Linked DNA regions of Mus musculus: region 2 is linked to region 1. Evidence: chromatin contacts called from public promoter capture Hi-C data. All regions are on one chromosome and are shown on one strand. Each heading gives the region's core, a stretch centred on a gene start, on an enhancer-like site or on the middle of the called end of the contact. The rest is flanking DNA. Distances are from core to core; before and after follow the strand shown.

Region 1 (7,088 bases), core at 1,764-4,263:
CTTCCTGAATCCCATATGATTCCTAATAGCACAAATTAATCAAAACATAAAACTCTGAAGCAAACGATCCTTGATTATAATCACACATCAGGATCCCTGAGAGCAAAGGAGACCTAACACCTGTCTTTGAATGTTTCAGGACCTTTGATTTCAAAGGGGGTGATTTTATAATTGTACTTTGGTTCTTAAACAGCTCAAATGTATACTTGATGCTCAATTTGTTATCTGAAAACATTTTGAAATGGACTTACTGATTTCTTCTATGCCTATGTGCTATTGACTGAAAATGGCAGGGATATTAAGGAAGCCATGCTTTCAACAGTTCGACAATGAATAGCACTTTTAAAGAAGTAAGAAAAAAAATGTCTTTATACTTCAGGTGTTTGTTTGTGTCTCCTATTTTTTTTAATGGTCTGCTTAGCTATTTAGAACCAAGCAAATGCAGCAATATTTATAATAACACAATTTATAGAAATGTAAGCTAAAGGAAATTCTCATCTTTCTTCATTTTCTTTACCATGAAGTATCAGACATACTACCTTAATACTTATTCTGGAAGGTAATAAAAAGACCCCAGGAAAGTCTTCCTTTACTATAAACTGAGCCATGACAGCCCAAAGCAAATTTTTTACAGCAAGTATTTGTATCCTTAGAAATTTTGACTTTAGGAAGGCTTCAAATTTTCATAACAAAGGCAATAGGTAAGCATATACAAGTCTCTATTGTGTGTAGACCTGTATTTAAGTGGCCTTCTCTGTGGCACCTGACAACAGCTGTTGTGGTAGGACAGTAAAACTAAACTGTTAAATATTCATTTTTACTGGCAAAGTTAACAATATAGATATACATGATCAAAATAAATAAATAAATGAATAAAAACTAGCATACTCAGCCATAGGAGAGAGTAATTGCTTTTTACATCTCCCAGGAAAAGATAAGCTTGTATGTAATATCGTGTATGATAAATGCACGTTTCTTCTACTCCATAAAGAGCAATGATGTCTTTCAATTTTATCTTAATGCTCATATATCTTCACTGAGATGGAATGGCATAGCATCAAGTTTTAAGCCTGACCAACATGAAGGACCACACATGCATGGGAGATAATTAAGGAATTCTAGGAATGCCATTAAGTAGCAAGTGAACATGCTGACTATAAAACCATTTTCATGCATTAATCAATATGTTATTAATGTATTAAACAAGTTAATAAGTAGAATCATGATAAGTGTACATATGCTCATCTGCCAGCCAAGCTCCATTTTAAAAAATGAACCATAGCATCACTTGGTCAGTATGCCGGAGAATCTTTATTTTCTACGTGTAGGCTTAAAAGGTGTCTTGGGTCGAGTATACTATCCAACAGTCTACGCCCTAAACTGAAACACTCTAGCTACAGGCTAACTGTGGTAATGATAGGATGTGATTATTGGTAAGCGCAATCCATCATCTTGGAAATGGGGTGGTTTCTTTCACAGGTTAGGTTTCTGTCACTGTACTACACAAGAAGTAATGCGTATCTTTAAAGATCTAAAAACCAGAGAAACTTGGTCACAGAACATGCCTCCCAGGGTCAGCTAGCAGAAGCCCATGTTTCTCTGCAAGAAAAAACTTTAAAGATGATTCTTGTCTTCTTTTGTTGAGACCTCATATTATTCATCTTGGCATGGCCTCCATAGGGGGTGTTTTCAGTTAGGATTTTCTTTAGAAATCGTATCTAAGTGGTTTACACTGCCTGGACAAATGGGAAGTGTGAGTTTCTCATTTTATAGGACGCACACACAGGCAAAATAAAAGTATACTGAGAAGGACCGTCAAAACATCTCATGTTTATACATGTGTCAATCTGGGGCCTGAACCCATTTGATGTGTAGAATATAGATCTGTTCGGTCCTCCTTCAGTATCAATTAGAGACGTTAGCAAAACGGTGGTTAATAAGGAGCATCTTCTGCCATCACTCACCACTGGGGTATTGCCTTCAGTAGGACGTGAAGAGGGCTCAAAGATTGGACTTATTTCATAATTCCTGGCAGAATGATTATAAATAATTTCATCTATTCAGTGCTTTATAGAGATGAGTGCTGCTGGCAGTAGAAAATAACAGCGTGTAAATACTGCGAAGCACTCATTGAAACCTCAAAAAAATAAAGGTGAAGATTCAAGGCTTTTTGTTCATTTTTATTAGCAGCAGACCATTGCAGGTAGTCCACGAGGGCTACCTCCTAAAATCAGTGTAATTCATAAAAATAAATCAGTAAAAATTTAACCCCTAACCATAGACTGTCAGGATAATAATTTTGAATAATCTTATAACTACACCTTGGTATTCTTATGCATTGAAATGGCAAACATTTTTTTTGTGTGTGTGTGTATGCGTTGTGCATCTGTTTTTCCTTTTGTTGTTGTTGTTCGTATATTTTCCCAAAGAATCTGCTCTCTGGCCTGAAATTAATTTTTCAAACAGAATATTTAAAGATACAACCCACTGTTATATACAGATAGGTAAAATGACTGAAGTGTCTGAGAATGTAAAACAAAAATCTTTTAGCACAGACTTATTGATACCCATCCGAGGTAAACTGAAGGGCACGGTTTATAGTGAGAAGTATCCATCGCCCATCAACTAGGACAGGACTTTAGGGAAGTGTCCAAACGGTATGCAAACACTTATTTGACTGAGTTGATCATTGGCAGACAACGTCTCATTCTCTGGAGCACCTAACAGCAGCTAAGAAGTTGTCTTGAGATTGAGCTATTATTCCAGGGTGCTTGGGTGTCCAGATGTTTAGGGAGACCGGGTGTGATTTTTTTGGAAACAACCCCACAAGGCAGATAGATCCACGAAAGTAAATTGGGAATCTCAGCAAGGTAGTGTGGTGTGGAGCGGAGCAGCCCGAGAACGCTGTGAGATGCAAATAAAAAGTTGGCAAAGGGGACACAGTAAGTGGAGCAGATGGATGGCAGACGCCAGCTTGTTGTGAAATGAAATTCCATGAAAAATTAATGAAATAGAAAGATTGCGCACTGGATGAGGGTGCAGCGGCCGTGTTGCTCTCCATCCCCGGCGATGCTTTAGTAATCCGTGTGGCTGTCATCTCAACGGAGAAAAGACAGCCCGTCTACACCACTGGCTCTTATCTCGCTCGCTGACAGCTCAAGAGGAAAGACTGGATTCCAGGATAAAAATCAAATTGATTAAACCAACCGTTAGGCAGGATCTAATTGCATGAGGGGGTTTTCTCCTTTTCTCTCTCTCCCTTTTAAAAATTTATATCAGAGCTTCTGGTTTCTAGTGACCCATGTAATAACAGTAATTTGAAATTGCTTCAAGGGCGTTAGATATGACGAGTGAGCTTGAATTTAGATTAAAAGTATAAGATTCATGTATTCTTATCCAAATAGTGGCATTAGGGTTATTGACAAAAAGCTATCTCAGAGGAGTATTATATAAAGAAATGCCAAGTGAGAGACTGTAATTTTTGAGACATAGAAAGGTAACACTGTGTTTAATTGAAAACATATATGTGCATATGTGTATGTTACTGTGTGGGGGGAGTGTATGTGTATTGCTTTGTGTATGTGTGAATCTAGACAGGAAAGACTAGAAACATTGGATCAATTTTGTATCCTTCTGTATCTTTTTCTAATATTCCTAGAAAATATAAGTCAGAATTTTTATAACAAAAACTGTTTAAAAAGACCCTAAGAATGAAAAAAGATCACTCAACTCTTTGTAATTTATAAATTTTATTTCTAAACATATGTTACTGTGACCAATCTGGGTGCTAATGACTTGCAAACAAGATTTGTAAAAGGGCATATTTTCTTATCATGAACAAGATATTAAAAGCTCTTAACCAGCTTGAAAAAAAATTAAATCACATTCCAAGTGAGCCATGAAAACCATGAATGTCCTTTGCAAACTAGTTCAACTATTGAACATTACCATTTTCCATGTGTTTCTCTGTGAGCACAAAATAATTTGAAAAAAAAAAAAAAACCTGAGAAAATGAAGGTAAGACAGCAGAGCCTGCTGGCTGAGGCTCTGACAATTCTGATCCTTGCTGCTTGGGTTTGTAGATAACATGAATCTAAATTAACCCCTAATTTTTCAATTAAATGATTTCCTTCGCTCAGAGGAATATAGGCTGTAAGTTCTTGATTGTTTAAATATAGTCATTTATTTATAGCTCTTAATGTATAGTTCACCTAATACGCCAATGTCAGTAGAGCGACATGGCTTTCAAAATTCGAAGAAATCAGGGCGGGGGGAATTCCTTTTAAATTTTGAATACACGTAAGTTTGAAAGGGTCCTTGGGAGACCTTAAAAAGGGCCAATGAAAAGGTGCCTTCAGGATTTACAAACCTGCAGACAGACCTGTGTTTCTACTTATGTCCCTTGCCAGCCTGGAACCAAGGCATCCCTGCTTAGTGATCAGGTTCAGGTTGTCCTTTCTGTTTTTATTTTAGTTAGAAGGAAAGGAGGTTGAGGGCTGTTGTGTCTGGCTGCTTGGATGACTTCAAGTAAAGTGAAAAGTGCAGTTCTAAGCTCTAAATCTGCAGCTGAAAACATGAGAGTGGATCCAGTTTTCCAGGAACCACATCCAAGAATCAGCTACCTATGAGCTGATTTGTTTGGCTTTTAAGGGAATTTTAGTTTCTCAGACACGAATGTGGTGCACAACAGCAGACTTTCTTTCCTGGAGAACTGTGTATCTTATAATAAAGAGTTAATGGAGTCACCTGGGTCCTCTCTATCCATGCAGGGTATTTGATTACTTTTATTTTAGTTATAGATATTGAACATGAAAGGAAGAAGCATAATTCAACTTTATTCTTTTATTGGCTTTGAATAAATTCCACTTGTGTCTGGTTTCTTGATAGAAAGTAGCTAGTAATTGCCCCCTCTGTGTTATGAAATTCAATATATGTTAGAACTTATTATCACCTGTGTTAAATTATAGAAAAGTCAAATAGTTAATATTGCTTTTAATTTTTCAAAATAATAAACAGGTTATATATGTTTATATGAAGGACATAAAAATATTATACCTGAGTAAGGAGCCATGTCTGATATAGGAAACCTTCCTATAAACAAAGAAAAGTAGTATTCATCTTTAAAATTGAAAGAAAATACAATATAAGCTCAGGCAACATTTTGCTTAAATGCCTTAAAGATGAGAATTGAAAGCTTTTCTTAAACTCTGCATACTTCTCAATCCTGAGATCCTGAGACTGGGGGTGGATTTGCCAATCTGCTTCCAATGTAAAGGACAGTTAGAACAATCATGTTTGCTGAACTACTAATCATTCCAGTGTGAGCCCTCTACCTAACCCCCCCCCCCCCCCACGCCTTGTAAAAGCAAATGCTCCTGCATCGAGACAGGAAGATCTGTAGCGTGGGTACCAGGAAGCAGCGGTGCAGGACCTGCTTCTTACACTGAAAGTCCAACTGCACTGAGGTTACAGTGTGCCACTGGACATTTACGTCAGTTCAACATCACAGACCTGGGGTTTTTTTCTGTGGCTGTTGTAATACCATTCAAATGATAATAAGTAAAACAAAACTATTCATAATATACTCCTAAACTCTCTTTGAAGTCTTTTTTTCTTTGTTTTTTGGGGGGTTTTTTGTTTGTTTGTTTTTGTTTGGTTTTTGTTTGTTTGTTTGTTTTGTTTTTGTTTTTGGAGACAGGGTTTCTCTGTGTAGCCCTGGCGGTCCTGGAACTCACTCTGTAGACCAGGCTGGCCTCGAACTCAGAAATCCACCTGCCTCTGCCTCCCGAGTGCTGGGATTAAAGGCGTGCACCACCATGCCCGGCTATGAAGTCTTGAGTAGGTGGAGTGAATGTAATGTTGAAATGATCATCATAACACTTTGAGATAAATTCCTGTGGAGTGCTTTTAAACACCTTACCCATGATGTGCTTTGGATAATATTATAGTTTTAATTAATCTTGGCTGCTCCGTTTATTGGATACAAGATCTTTGGTTTTTGTTTCCTACTGCCTCATCATTTTATGTCTTACATGATTTCAAAACTATGTTTTCACATATGGTATTAAAATGAGACAGAAATATGGGGACTCATTTCTCTATCATCTGAGCCTATCTTCCATGGAAGATGATAATCCCAGTCAAATTTCTTCTTAGGGTTAGGCTGAAACAAAAGTGGGAAGGCTAGTGTTTCTAAAAGCCATTATCAGCTAGGGCAAAACACATGCTTTGGGTTTCTATAATTGCTTGAAAAAATCAACTGTACTGCTCCAAACACATCGCAAATGTATTTAGGGATAAATGCAATATTTCTTAAAAGTTTAATTGCATTCTTCTGAATGCAATTTAACAAACGTGGCAGAAATGTCAGCAAAATAGATTTTGACCTCCTCCAAACCCCAAGTCTAGCTGGGCTCACTCATCCCTGTCTGTAACAGATGCTGAGCTCACATTGGGCCCGCGGTTGTGAAAATAGCTGTGGCCTTAAAGGAGAAGCCCACCCTCTCCATACCAGGCTGAGCTGTAGGCTAAGAACCAAAATATAAAGTCTCTAAAATACACACACACACACACACACACACACACACACACACACACCTATTCCTTTAAGTTTATACAAATGAGAGGGATGAGAAAATAAATGATTTAAAATCACTACCTTTTTCCTAATCCTTAGGTAGACAGAAGCACTGAAATAATTATCTGTACTTCAGAAATTAAAAAAAAATACAATAGTTAGAACCTGAAGGAAAAGCAGTCATCTGGGTTCAACTAAAACTCTATCAGAAAGTGACATGAAAACCCAGTATACATGGTTAAAGCACTTAAAAAAAAATAACTAAATAAACCTATCTTTAAATTTTCTCCCCAAAGAAAAACCACGCTGCAGCAAAAATTATTTGTTAAACATGTAGATGAAATAATAGGGTGTGACAAACCTTTGAAAAACCTCTGAGAAGGTAGCACAAGAAATCCACTAGCTTTGACAGCCCTTCCTGCATGCACACATTAAATGATACTATTCTTAAAAATAGTTCTGATGTGTGTTAATATATTACTTCAATGTGAATATACCCCTCCATTCTGGA
Region 2 (7,787 bases), core at 395-2,894, 180 kb after region 1:
CCAGAGACAGATTCTAGGAAATAACACTGGACTCGCAGTTACTTTTGTTGGTTTTGTTACTGTTTCAAATATCTGTCTCACTATGTAGCCAAGGATAGCCATAAATTCAGAATCCCCTTGACTGTGCCTTTAGAATGTTAGGATTAAAAGAGACTACCAGTAAATCTAGATCCCACTTTCCTTAATGTAGATAATTAGACTACAGATTGTGTCTAAGATAAATGTTCTTTAAGTAGCTAAAGCTCCCTTAGGCAGGGGCGCAGAAAAACAACCTATACAATACGTGCTGGCTAAAATTTTCCAAGGCTTACTGAAGTTCCAAAATCAGTTAAGCATTTTTGGGTGCTGTGGAGATCACTACTACTACTACTACTACTGCTGCTACTACTACTACTACTACTACTAATAATAATAATAATAATAATAATAATAATAATAGAATAAGTAATCAATGCTAGAAAATTGCTTTCTGTGCTGAAGAGAAGACTGATTCTTTCCCAGCATGCTCCACTCTGGAACTAGAAGAATGCTAGTTAACAGAGGAATAACAGGGAACAGGAAGTGTCTTAGCTTGTATTCTTTTTGTTCATTTGCTTGGGTTTTTTTTTTTTTTTCAAGACAGGGTTTTTCTGTATAGCCCTGGCTGTCCTGGAACTCACTTTGTAGACCAGGCTGGCCTCCAACTCAGAAATCTGCCTCCCAAGTGCTGGAATTAAAGGTGTGCACCACCACCAGCAGCTTAGCTTGTATTCTTAAATTGAACATTGAATCTCTGATATGTACCAAAGAAGAGAAAACACTCATTCTCCTCTTAGGATCCACCCAAAAGACAAAAGAAACCACGCTAAATGTTTAAACCAGAGGGTGTATCATATAGGAAAATCTTTCTGTGGCCAAGGAAAGGGTGAGAAACCCCAAGAAAGCAGCTAGGGAAGTGGGAAAGCCATTACTTCCCACAGAAGAATATACGAAGGGCCCAAAGAATGGGTCTTCAGAGCAAGGACTCAGTGGAGACACAACCAGGACACTGTCCTATAAGACCAGAGGCAGAAACAAAGGCAACATCACAATAGCCAAAACAGAGTCACAACTTGCTTCTGTCACCTCTCATCGTCCAAAGGACTCAGGATCACTTGAGAAAACAGGGTCACTGCAGAAACAGGGCAAGAAGAACCAGAGGTTACAGACCCAAGCCATGTCACATGCACTTCATTTCAGACCACTCACTTCCAAGACTCCTTTACTTGGACTATTTTCAAAATCCAGTTGGGTCGGAGTAAGTATGAGCTTCATTCGTACATGGTGTGAATGGGATTTGTACTTGGGGAAGCAGAAAAAGGCAGTTTGCCACTGTTCATGCCTGTACATCTCTCATAGCTCGTTATTCTCAGAATCACCTCTACACGAAGCAAAAGAAAACCGAATGTTCTTTGTTGCCTGAGCTCCAAACACCCTGTTTCATCTTTAACCTACTACAGCAGTGTTCTTTAAAAGCACATATATTTAGGCTTCTAGGTAAAAAGGACTGTGGGTTCCTCTAGGAATAACTTGTTTCAAGTCAAACAGAGAAGAGGCCTGGATACTTGTGAACAATACAGAGTCAGAGCCTGCCTCGAGTCCATTAGAACACCATTTCCTTTGATCTCCATTTCCACAGTGAAAACCACATGCTTTCTGTGAGATCTGCCAGAATCTCCAATCTGATTAAAGGCTGTTCTTGCTTTCTGCTGAACTCTCCTTCTCTGCTGTGATTAAGCCAAATGCTTTTGTGAGAGATCTCATACCTCTTGCACCACTGAAGTCATCAGAATCCAATGTTCCTGTCAAGAAGGCACCCATGTGCCAGAGAAGTTTGAACCAGATCCAAAATGTGTGCACCATGCAGCTTGGGAAAATTTAGCAATTAAAAGCAACTAAAACTAAGCAGTTTATGACTTACAGATGTCAATTTATGACAGAATTCTCTGCATATATTGTACCAGCAAAGTGACATTTATTTGGTAATTAATGATTAAAACAGTAATTTCCCACTGTTATCGGCCACCTGGTGTCTGATGGTGTTCAGAGAATAATCTCCAGGCTCTGAGGACAGGATGTATCCCTCTCAATAGCACAGTGTCTCCAACTAGGAACTCTCTGCTCTGGGCTAGACTGTTCCCTCCTATCTGTCCAGGAATGCTCCAAGAGCAAATTGGCAGACACTCTGAAGTCTATACACAGTCTCTGCCTCAACCATCCTTAAGAGCATTTGCTGAATAAGGAAGCAAAAAAATGGACTAATTAATGCTATGACTGTCTGAGAAACAATGGCCAAAACAGTGTAGAATTCTTAGGCCGATAAAGATTTCTGCATCTATTTCTACAGATGCTGTTGCTTTCCACTGTAGACAAAACTGGATGGGGCTTGGCTCAAAGGCTGTTTGTTATATGGCAAACATGGTGGCTCTGAAAATATTTCTACCTCATCCTTCTGCATCAGCCTCTTCATAGTATATTTCTTGGTTAATTACAGAAAGACGTTAGATGGTTCTTAGCAGGCAACCACTGGACCTGACCGAGTGCTAGACAAAGTAGCAGCCTATGCTGTGTGCTGGCCACCTGTGTGTGCCAACTCATGCTGTGCAGATATGTGTGCCACCTTGGACCTGAGCAGCCTGGACTGTGCTCCCTGTGTCTTAGCCCACTCCCAATTGAACACCAAGTTTAATTGATGGCCACATTTCTATGACTCACAAGGAAACATAGCAAGGAAATCCAGTTAATATGCCTACCTGGATCGAGCATAATATCATCATGCACCTCAACTGGCCCTAGGGTGTCACCTGAGCATTTCCAAAGACTCAGATGGTTTCCATTCTTAGGGTCCATTCCAAGGCCTGGGTCCTGCCATCTTCAACAAAGCAGGAGTAGCCTTCCAATCAATCTTTGGTCAGAGACTTCTTAGAGAGGTTCTGAAAGTTGTATAATTGATTCTGAGAGAGAAGGTTCTGATCCTGTGTATTGCTGAATAAAGGTGTTTCCAGGGACCTGGTGACATGAAGAAGAAAGCCCACTAACTATTTTTGCCACTCTCAGCCTTCATCTCTAGGTCATTCCCTCCTGTATACCACTCCTGTGTGTTCACAGCTTCACATTTTTTCTGTTGTCCAGTCACTTACACTGTCGTGTTTTTCACAAGTTCCATACATTTTGAGCTCAGCCATATTGTCTGGAACTCACCTGCTTGACACCTTGTTTCTCAGGCAAATTAACTGTTTCCAGCCCTTCAACATCTTTCTTAGATCCAACCCACTGAAGCATGGTGTTCCTTCCAGTTCTGCAGGCCCATTTCCTGGTAGAGAAATATTTGGAAGAAGGTCTTTGCATACCCAAAGCCTGTATACCCACATGGATGCTTCTGGAAGATTACTTCCTTTCCTTCCTTCAAGAGCTTTTCTTCTGTACTGCTACATAGGAAAAAAGATCCCCTGTTTTCAAATGAAATCTCCTGTTTCATAGGGAAACTTTATACTGGGTGTTTGTAAGTTACAAAGTCTGAGTTTGACTTGATGTATATGCCTTATCTCAAGACTTCATTAAAACAAATATCAGAGTACCCAGAGACATGGTAGAGAGGCATCGGACCCAGGAAAGAGGCAGTAGACAGACATATCACAGCATCCACAATGGGGAGGAAAGGTCTGAAGAGGGGACAGGTAGAAAGACTTCTATCTACACCTTTGCTTTATTTGCTCAGACCTGACTACTAGTATAATGACGAGTAATGAATTATTTTAGGTTTTGGTTGTTGTTGCTCATGCTGTTCTCAGGAGGCTGTGGCCTGGCTTTCTTTAAACGTATCACCAATGAGAAAAAATATCTTTGACAAACCCAAAGATGTCTGAATTCCAGCAAAAGAGCATGGCCAGATAATATTTACAGTAGCAATACTAAATGAGGCAAAGAAGAAAGGAGACAGGCAACAACTTAAACTCTTGTTTTATCCTTTAGAAACACACCCATTTAAATTTTCCATTTCACAGTGCAACAGTAGAACGTGGTGGCACAAGCCTTTAATCCCAGCACTCGGGAGGCAGAGGCAGGCGGATTTCTGAGTTCAAGGCCAGCCTGGTCTACAAAGTAAGTTCCAGGACAGCCAGTGCTATACAGAGAAACCCTGTCTCGAAAAACCAAAAAAAAAAAAAAAAAAAAAAAAAAAAACCCTCCATCAGCTCGTGTCCTCTAACTGCCAGATTGCTGAAGCAGAGGCAATGCAGGCTGGCACCTTTCTCTATGCCTATTGAGTATTCTAAGCACCCCTTCCCTTGCTGTGTTAAGTGATGGAAGCCTTCACTTAGGTGGTAGAGCTCAAAAGTCCAGCTTGATCTCCTATAGCCCAGGAGGGTGAAATTAAGGCATCGCTAGGATATTTTTTCAGCTCTAGGCACTATGATTCTTTAAGTGTTAAAAATTTTCTAAGTGTCACCTAGTTGTAACTTGCCTTAATGTCCTTGGGCAAATAAAGACAGAAATATCCATGTGGCTATCATTAATATGTCCTAGAATAAATGGCTCCTTTTGAATCATAAAAAGCACCCACATGCTAATTTGATCAATAAAGGAAAGATCATATGATCTAAGTCCTGAAACATTCCCTGTTTGCCTTTTTAAAAAATCAGCTAGCAGCTGGGCATGGTGGCACACGCCGTTAATCCCAGCACACAGGAGGCAGAGGCAGGCAGATTTCTGAGTTCGAGGCCAGTCTGGTCTACAGAGTGAGTTCCAGGACAGCTTGGGCTATTCACAGAAACCCTATCTCTCCTCTCTCTCCTCTCTCTCTCTCTCTCTCTCCCTCTCTCTCTCTCTCTCTCTCCCTCTCCCTCTCTCTCTCTCTCTCTCTCTCTCTCTCTCTCTCTCTCTCTCTCTCTCTCTGTCTGTCTCTCTCCAAATGAGGAAGCTCTCATCTACTGATCTAGTGCCATGGCTGCTTGCTGCCTTGCTCCTACCATGTCACCTTACATTGAATGGTGGTTTCCATAACCATGCTTTCCCCAAACACAGCCACAGTTTAAGATGCTATAAGTCAGTTGTTCAACAGATAAATTTGAGAGGGGGCACTATTCAGTCCATGCTAATATATTTTTGTCTTTTGTGCTCTTGTTGTATGTTTCCATATGTAAACTCCTATGTGATTGGAGACATACATGTGCCATCGTACATGTGTGGAGGTCAGACACCATCAGCCCTCACCCTGGCACTGTGTATGCCAGGGTTGGTGTTTTAGAAACTTCGTGAGATTCTCTTCTCTCCAACTCCCATCTCACAATGGGTATACTGGAATTACAAACTGTGTTTTATATGTCTTTGTGTATCTCATCCCTGGTCTTCAAACTTGAATGGTCAGCATTTTCCCCACTGATCCTCCTACAGCCCTGCTTGTATTTCTATAATAACATGATAGTATGAGTATGAAAGGCCTTCCACAGACTCGTGTGTTTAAAGACTTATATCTAACCTGTACTTTCGTTTGGGTAGTTCTGCAGCCTTAGCAGATGGGACTCCACTAGAGATATTGGAGTTGTCACTTAGCTTCTAAACAGAGCTATCTGTCTCCATTTACAATAAGAATCGAGCAGCCCCCAGTCCATGGTTCTACTGCCAAAGACTTGGCCATGTCTTCCCTTCAGTGTAAGGATGGACTACATCCTTTCAACACATGAACCAAAATAAACCCTTTCATATCTTATGCTGTGAATTCTATGCAAAGTCATCCAGATGTGACCTTGCCACAACTTTTCTTTCACTATTGTGAAAGAATAGAGGCTTTCAATCAAAATCCAGTGGCCTTTATTCTTCCAACAGATTAAGTTCCTGGTGTCTCCTTTCTCCACCAAATAAGTGCATCTCTTGATCATTATAAATATCTATAACCCATAAACCCATTGTGTGAAGATTACATCATCGAATCAAGTGCATGCAGTTAATACTGCCCCCATGTGAACCTATGTGATAATGACCTACTTGAAGGGTTCCAGGATGTGTGAGGTAAATAATAGTGTGTTGGCTTGTGTGAGCCCTGGAGCTTTAATCAACAGGATAGTGTGTGCATTCTCTCCTACATTTATTAAATATGAAAATGCTTGACACATTTTTCTTGGTTTTCAAAGACCTCTGGCACTTTGGAGGTTTCTATAGAAAAAAAAATCAGTATAATCACATCAAAACTCTCAAAGAATGAGCTTTCTTGGGAAATCGAAGCTATTCACCACTCTCGGCCAAAGGTACAGTAAGGAAAGTATTTTCTAAGGTTCTCTGAGGTTAGCACTTCCAGGAAATTCTGTGAGAACAAAGCAACAAAGAAGTGCTTGAAATTTTGATCCCAGGTACAAGAAGTAAAACAAATTCAGTACAGTGAAGTGCGCGTGTGTGTGTGTGTGTGTGTGTGTGTGTGTGTGTGTGTGTGTGTGTGTGTGTGTGTTTGCTGAATATCAAGAGGTCTCTGTTGTCAGCTGCGTTGTAGGTAAAGTGCCCTAGTTCTCCGGACCCACCTGGAAAGAGAAAACTATCTCTTTGGTACTTCTGGACTTGTGGAGTTTTTGTTTCTGAGTTTATTTCTCTCATGTATGCATCTGTTAAACTTTAAACCCATTCCTGACTCTTGAAAATGTACTTTCTTTTCCCCTGTCTCCCTCCCTCTTTCCTTCCTTTCTTCCTTTCTTTCTACTGTGGATGGATTCCCTATATTTCACCTCACATTACAAAGAAAATCTCAAAATTCAATTCATAAATACCAAAAGAACAACATTGAGGGGGAAGAAAGAAAGGAAAAAACATGATGCACTTAACACATAAACATAAGCAGCAGAGGGAGTCTGTGCCCAGCAATGAGCCCCCAGCTCCTCTTCTCGAGCTCAGCATGTCGTTCTGCCCCACAATGAGCAAGGGGAAGAGATGCCTGGAAGCACCCTCCAGCTCTAACTGCTAAGCATTCTTTACCCTTTGATTAGCTGTGAGCCCACATTATACAAGAACAAACAAAGTACTAATTAATGGCTTACTGCCCCAGGCACGCCACACTCAATTCAGCCATGTTTGAATTGAGGAAGCATTAGAATTTTTTCTTAAGTCAAATCGATAGAAGAGCAAAGCTTTCTATGTTTTCCCATTTGAAATTCCAAGAAGAGGTAACAAACACATACACAAGTTCTATTATGACTTGTAAGTGGCTTTTCTGTTCTATATTTAAGCACATACGTAGTACAGATAAGACCTTCAAGCAATGAGCCAAGACTCTGGGACCCACTCTTCCCTGCAGAATCACAGATGATGTGATAGAAGTCTTTGGTTGTCCATGATCGAGTATGGCTTTTCATGACTCTGTTCCATTTCTCCAGCTCTTCCTGCATCCCCTGGGATCACTGCCATATCTCTTCATTATTTTAGATCATCAGTTGTCACATGTGAAAGTGGGACAGCAAGTGTACACATACCCATTACAAAGATATGTACAAAAACAAGGAGATAATCTCTTCTGTTTGTCTTCCTCTTCAAAGCAACCTAAATGGGTCCTAAAGGAGGGCTTAAAAAGTGTTGTCTTTCCTGGCACATTGAGAACCTTTCTGTGATAGGGCTCCTTCCATTATCCTCCTCATCCCCTCTTCTCTCTCTTCTCCCATCCATTCCCCCCATCTCCCATCTCCCATCTCCCTCCTCTCTCCCTTCCTTTGTTACTTCCACATACATTTTTTGCAAAAATAAAATTTTATTGTGTGCTCAGCACATGTATAGCAGTGAGATAACAAGGAAGA

What was found. Promoter capture Hi-C pulls out the DNA fragments that hold promoters and counts their contacts.
Region 2: a contact with region 1 is called in a promoter capture Hi-C map of hippocampal neurons, with 3 times the contacts expected there. The contact joins two enhancer-like sites. A contact is called at or near these places in 4 of 39 promoter capture datasets (cranial neural crest, embryonic stem cells and hippocampal neurons), 1 of 115 datasets of contacts at active chromatin or transcription factors (forebrain) and 3 of 9 other capture datasets (adipose tissue, embryonic stem cells and liver).

What each region holds. Positions count from the first base shown.
Region 1 is chr13:8,204,523-8,211,610 of GRCm38.p6, forward strand. The region is part of intron 1 of Adarb2 (adenosine deaminase, RNA-specific, B2); the gene reads left to right. Among named protein-coding and RNA genes, the nearest start is that of Adarb2, 5.2 kb to the left of the region's middle. Within about 2 kb of position 3,014, at least 6 of the 459 cell types and tissues checked have an H3K27ac peak or open chromatin away from gene starts, as enhancers often do. A contact at or near this core is called in hippocampal neurons, where this site is marked.
Region 2 is chr13:8,386,952-8,394,738 of GRCm38.p6, forward strand. All of the region lies in intron 1 of Adarb2 (adenosine deaminase, RNA-specific, B2), which reads left to right. Among named protein-coding and RNA genes, the nearest start is that of Adarb2, 190 kb to the left of the region's middle. Within about 2 kb of position 1,645, at least 9 of the 459 cell types and tissues checked have an H3K27ac peak or open chromatin away from gene starts, as enhancers often do. A contact at or near this core is called in hippocampal neurons, where this site is marked.